Linked DNA regions of Oryctolagus cuniculus: region 1 is linked to region 2. The links are chromatin contacts, called in public Micro-C maps. All regions are on one chromosome and are shown on one strand. Each heading gives the region's core, a stretch centred on a gene start, on an enhancer-like site or on the middle of the called end of the contact. The rest is flanking DNA. Distances are from core to core; before and after follow the strand shown. Region 1 has its middle 21 kb from the start of WASF2. Region 2 holds the start of AHDC1 (AT-hook DNA binding motif containing 1).

Evidence for each region. Hi-C and Micro-C count contacts between places; a contact is called where the count stands out from the background.
Region 1: a contact with region 2 is called in a Micro-C map of ear pinna, with 2.8 times the contacts expected there. The contact joins the enhancer-like site here to the promoter of AHDC1 in region 2.

The regions. Positions count from the first base shown.
Region 1 is chr7:144,050,694-144,053,393 of mOryCun1.1, reverse strand. No RefSeq gene overlaps it. Among named protein-coding and RNA genes, the nearest start is that of WASF2, 21 kb to the left of the region's middle. Within about 2 kb of position 1,378, at least 1 of the 8 cell types and tissues checked has an H3K27ac peak or open chromatin away from gene starts, as enhancers often do. A contact at or near this core is called in ear pinna, where this site is marked.
Region 2 is chr7:143,969,488-143,972,187 of mOryCun1.1, reverse strand. AHDC1 (AT-hook DNA binding motif containing 1) reads right to left here and starts at 1,275. Exons shown (of 7, transcript XM_070079004.1): 1 at 1,221-1,275; 2 at 490-587.

The DNA.
Region 1 (2,700 bases), core at 129-2,628, 81 kb before region 2:
GAGAGAAAGGTCTTCCTTTGCTGTTGGTTTACCCCCCAAATGGCCGCCACGGCTGGCGCGCTGCGCTGATCCGAAGCCAGGAGCCAGGTGCTTCTCCTGGTCTCCCATGGGGTGCAGGGCCCATGGACCTGGGCCCTCCTCCACTGTACTCCCGGGCCACAGCAGAGAGCTGGCCTGGAAGAGGAGAAACCGGGACAGAATCCGGCGACCCGACCGGGACTGGAACCCGGTGTGCCGGAGCCACAGGCAGAGGATTAGCCAAGTGAGCCGCAGCACTGGCCGATGCTTTATTTTTCCTCAAAGACATTGACACGGAATCTTATGTAAGTTCTAGCCCCAGCTCTGAGGGAGCTTGAGGAAGTCCCTTCTGCTCTCTGGCCTCCATTGCTTGTCTGTGAGACGGAAGTGGATGGGGGCGGGTTGGGGCTTTTCTAGACAGGGCACTGGGGCAGAATTTGCCCCTGGCCTCCTAGCACTAGGCTGTCAGGAGCTATTTGGCCTGTGTGAGAACCAGGACCTGGGGGGACTAGAAAACTGACACAGACAGTGTCAGAACCTGGACCCAAGAGTCAGGAGCGCCAGGCTGAGTCCCGGCCTGGCCCCTGGCTGACCTTGGGTGAGTCTTTTCTCTTCCCCTTGGTCTGAGCAAGCAAGGGGTCAACTGATCTCGCAGCTCGAGGAGCAGTCACACAGGCTCCAGGTCCCGGAGAGCAAAGGGTCACTTCCTGGGCCAAGGGCAACTCTTCAACCCTGGGCTCCTCCCTCCCTGCCAGGCGCTGTGGTGGGGTTGGGCTGGGAGGGAAGGGGGGGAGCACACAGCGTGACCCCACCCTGAGGAAGGGAGCTCGCAGTCTGGCCAGGGAGACCCAATGTTCAGCCAGGAACCAAATGGAAAATGGGCTGACGGTCCAAGCGATTCTCTACGTGTGGGGTTGAAAGGAGAGGGGCTGAGTGTTCCAAGGTGGGGGGGGGGGGTGAGCAGCCCCTGGCTTGGGGCGGAGGGGGGCCAGTACGGAGATGGCTTCCTGGGGGAACAGCCTTTAGAAATTGGCAGGGCAGCAAGGGGCGCTTCCCAGAGATGGGAGGAGGCAGGAAGAAGGAAATTGGGTCCAGGTGACCACAGAGCAGCAGCTTGGCTGGGAGTAGGAGAGGCGGGGCTGGTGGGAGCTTGGGCAGCCGCCCCACAGCTGGGCCTTGGAGGGGAGGGGGGGGCGGCTTCTGCCTGGGCCCTGGGAAAGCGCCATCTTCTCAGGCCACAGGCTGCGAAGGAGGCAGAGCTATGAGCTCAGGCTGGAGCCGCTGCTCTCAGAACAGTGCCCAGGGCCCTGCCTGGCTGCCCTGGGGCTGCGGGACGGAGAGGAAGGCACAGGTTCAAGCCCCGGCCCTTGCTTTCCAGCCAGGGCAGCCGGGCAACCAGTAAGACACGGAGTTGTCATGATGATCACAGCGCCAGGCTGCAGGCCTAGGGCTAAGAGCCTGCCTGCCACGGGCTGGCGTTGTGGAAGCACTGATTCGAGGGCCAGCTGCTTCACTGCTGATCCAGCCCCCTGTTAATGCTCCTGGGAAAGCAGTGGATGATAGCCCACGGATTGGGCCCCTGCTATCCACGTGGGAGGCCTGGATGGACCCACGAGCCACCTGTTTCTTTATCTTTAAAATGCAATGAATAATTCAGGGCAGTTGGAGGATCCGTGAGGGAAGCTGGTTTCTGGAAGGAGCTCCAGCCCCCGCCCCTTACCTGCATGGTTAAGCTGTGTTCACGGCCCGCACCCCACCGCATGAACAACTGCCCTTACACCCAGGCATCCAGGCAGGGGCCCCGCCGGCTACTCGAGCCCCATGAGCTCCCTCTCAGAGAGGCCAAGAGGACAGCGCTGTCCAAAAGAAGACTCAGCGACTGAGCCTGGGACAGCGCACAGCTGGCCCTTGGGAAACGGTGGCCGTGGCTGCCACTCGCAGCCTGCGCAGCCATGCTGAGGGGCAGGTGCTGCTAAGTGCAGAACTGAGTTCGAAGCTGAATCTGATTCCAAGGGGTCTCGTAGCCAAGGGCTGAGGTTCCCAAGGCCACCAGCAGGTGACCAAGAGCCAGGTGCTGGACTGCGCATGGTGTGCCTGGCCTGGCCCAGAATGACCACCAGACCATGCAGTGGTGTTGTGGTACAGTGGGTTAAGCCATGACCTGCGATGCTGGCATCCCATATTAGAGAGCTGGTTCAAGTGCTGGCTGCTCTGCTTCTAATCCAGTTCCCTGTTACTGCTCCTGGGGAGGCAGCAGAAGATGGCCCCAAGCTCTTGAACCCCTACACCTACATGGGAGACCTGGATGTAGTTCCAGGCTCCTGGCTTTGGCTTGGCACCATCTCGGCCATTGCAGCCATTTGGGGAGTGAACCTGCAGATGGAAGATTTCTCTGTCTCTCTCTGTAACTCTGTTTTTCAAATAAATCTTTTAAAAAATAATTTACCCATTATAACCTGCTCCTGACCCCACCCTACAACCCTCTGGCAGTGTTTAACTGGATGTGTGTATTCAGTTTGCACACGTCTGCATGTGCTGGGTCCTGTTGACTCTGGATGAGTTGGATTGGCGGCTGCCTCCAAGTGCTGCTAGTCCAGTGGGGAGAGGCAAAGAGAGAGCCAGAGAGCCTTCCCCCAGGGCAGAGTGACCAATGAACTGGGGCAACAAACTGCCTGGGTTCGA
Region 2 (2,700 bases), core at 26-2,525:
CCTCCGCAGTCTCCCCTTTTCCCAGCGCCGATCCTAAAATCCAGCCTTGTTCTCCGCTCCCACGGTCCCCCTTCATGCCCCCCCCCCCACATTCTCAGCAAGCTGGAGAGCAAATTGCAGTTTTAAATCCAAAGGCGGAGGGAGGGGGAAGGAGGAGGGGGCGCGCGGCAGCGCTGGGCGCGCACCTCGCCCCCGAGCCGGGGGAGCCGCGGGGCGGCCAGGAAACCCGAGAACCCCCCCTCTCCGCCCCCCCTCCCCGTCCACCTCCCCCTCCCCCTTCCCGGCGCTGCCTGCCAGGCTTCGAGCCGAGCCCAGCCGAGCCGCGGGCCCCGGTGGAAACAAAGACCGATCGCACCGCGGGCACCGCAGCCACGGGGTCCGGCGGACCGGACCGGGGGGCGCGGGGGCCCCCCCTGGTGCGCTGCACAAAAGAGCCCAGCCGGCCGGTCCCCAGCGGGGGTCTGGGGCTGGGGAGGAGGCGCCACTCACCGGAGTGCAGGGCTGCCGGCTCCGTGGGTCCGAGCCAGGCGAGGGGCTTTGGGGGGCGTCTGTCTTCCGGCGGCGGCAGCGACGCGGGCGCCCGGCTGCTGGGGAGAGGAGTCGCGGAGGAGCCCTGAGCCGCCCGCCGTCGCTGACAGCATGGCTCGCGCCTCGGCTCACATTCTCCGCCGCTAACTCCGCTGGACACGGCCCCCGCGTCCGCGGCGCCCCCCGCCTCGTCGCTCCTGGCTCTCGCGGCGCCCCTCGCTCCCCCCGCTGCGCACACACTCGGTCGGCCCTGGACACCCCCGCCCCACCCCCCCAAGCGCAAACCTGGGAGGGAACGCGCCCCGCGCAGTCCGCCTGCTCCTCCTCCTCCGCCCTCCGCCCTCCCGCGCTCCCCGGCTGTCTGTCTGTCCCTCTGCCTGTCTCCCCTCCGCGCTCGCTCTGCCTTTCTCTGCTCCCCGAGCTGGGTGGGAAAAGGAAATGAGGACAGAAAGCAGACGCTGGCTTTGGGTGGTGGTAGCTGGATTCCCTCTCTCCCTCCCTCCCCCTCCTCCCTCCCTCCTCCTGCCTTCTGCTCGCTCCGCCGCGAGCGGGTGGCTCGCTCTGCCCGCCCGCCTGTCTGTCTGTCTGGTCCGCCTCGCTAGCTCCCTCCCTCCGTCTCTCGCCCTCGCCCTGCCTGCCTGCCGCTCTCCGTCTCCGCCGCCGCCGCCGCTGCCTCTGCGAGCTCTCCTTACCTTCGCCGCTCACCATCCGGAACCCCAGGGGGGAGCGCGCGCGCGGCACGCCGGGACTTGTAGTCCCCGCCCCGGCCGCTCGGCGCGCGCGGCGGGCGGGGCGAGCGGCTGCTCCGACGGCGCGGCCGCGGCGCGCGGGGACAGTGCGCGCAGGGGCCTGGGGCCGCGGAGCCGGCGGTGGCCGACGGGCCGGGGTGCTTCCCGCGGCCTCTGGGCCCCGTGTTGGGCGCTGTGGCTAGGGCGGAGGCTGCGGGTGGGAGTGAAGGGGGCGGGGCCTGAGAATGGAATGGGAGTGGAACGGGGAGTCGGGGCGGGGCGGGGGGTGCCGATTAGCCAGCGGGGCTGCGACTTGCCGGGGTGTCCCGATTAGAAGGGAGGGGCAGAGGAGAGAAGCGGTTCTTCAATTTGGGGGCGCTCTCCCTTTCTAAAAAGGTCTCCCGTGGCGTACTTTAGCGCGAGCCAGCGAGCCCCGTCCCCTGCACCAGCGACCCCTCCTCTCCGTCTATCTCTGAGCTCCCACACCTCGTTTTCCTGGACGTCCGAGGGCGGCGAGAGCGCTGAAGTCCTGGGTACCCCACAGACAGCCCCACGCGGAAGCAGGATTCAGATTCCACAGCTCTGAGCTCCTGCTGCGCCCGGGGCTGGGCTCAGCACTTTCACCTACCTCCTCTTCAGGTCACATCTGTTCTGCAGCCCCTGGCTGCGGGCCCCCTGCCTGGCCTGACCCACAGATGGGAATGTGCTCGGCCCAGGGCCTGTCGCGGCTGGACGGCCCCGGAAGAACTGCCGCAGGCACCGCGGGCCCCTGCGTCCTGCTACAGCCCGGCGAAATTGTGCTGTGGCTGTGGTCCCCTCCTCCATGCGCTGTGCCTGGCTTCTCTCCGTGCCGTGCTTCTGTGTGCCCTTCCCGGCGCTTCCGTTCAGCAAATGTTAACTGAGGTCCGCCGGGCACAGGCGTCCAGAGGTCCTGCAGGTCCCACCTCCTCCCAGCGGCTGCCCCGGTCTGCACTTCCTCCAACAATGTCTTTGTTCTCAGCCCACCTGTCCCTCACTCCTTTCGCCTGGTCACCATCTTCTCCACACCTGCACTCCTCCCAAGCCCCTCATATTCAACAATCTGGAACCCCCAGAGGGCAAAATAGAGGATGGGGGTGGGAAGTGAAGGGGCTCTTGTTGTGGGGGGAGCTGTGGCAGTGACAGGAGCAGTCTAGGATTCCAACCAGTGCACCCCTCGACTTGCCAGCGTGGCTGCCGTGCCCGGCTGGCTCCATCCGGGAGCAGCTTCTCGCAGACAAGCTAGCCCCTGCACTCAAAGCTGTCCTCCTGGAACGGGGAGCAGTGAGTGGCCAGATAGTGACAAAAGCAGGTCAATGTCATTGGAAGCCCTTTGCAGCTCCATCGCCTGACTCGAGTTCTTACCAGTAGATGAGACTTTGGCATTTCGCCTTAGCTGGCCCTACACAGGACAGAGCCTGGCACC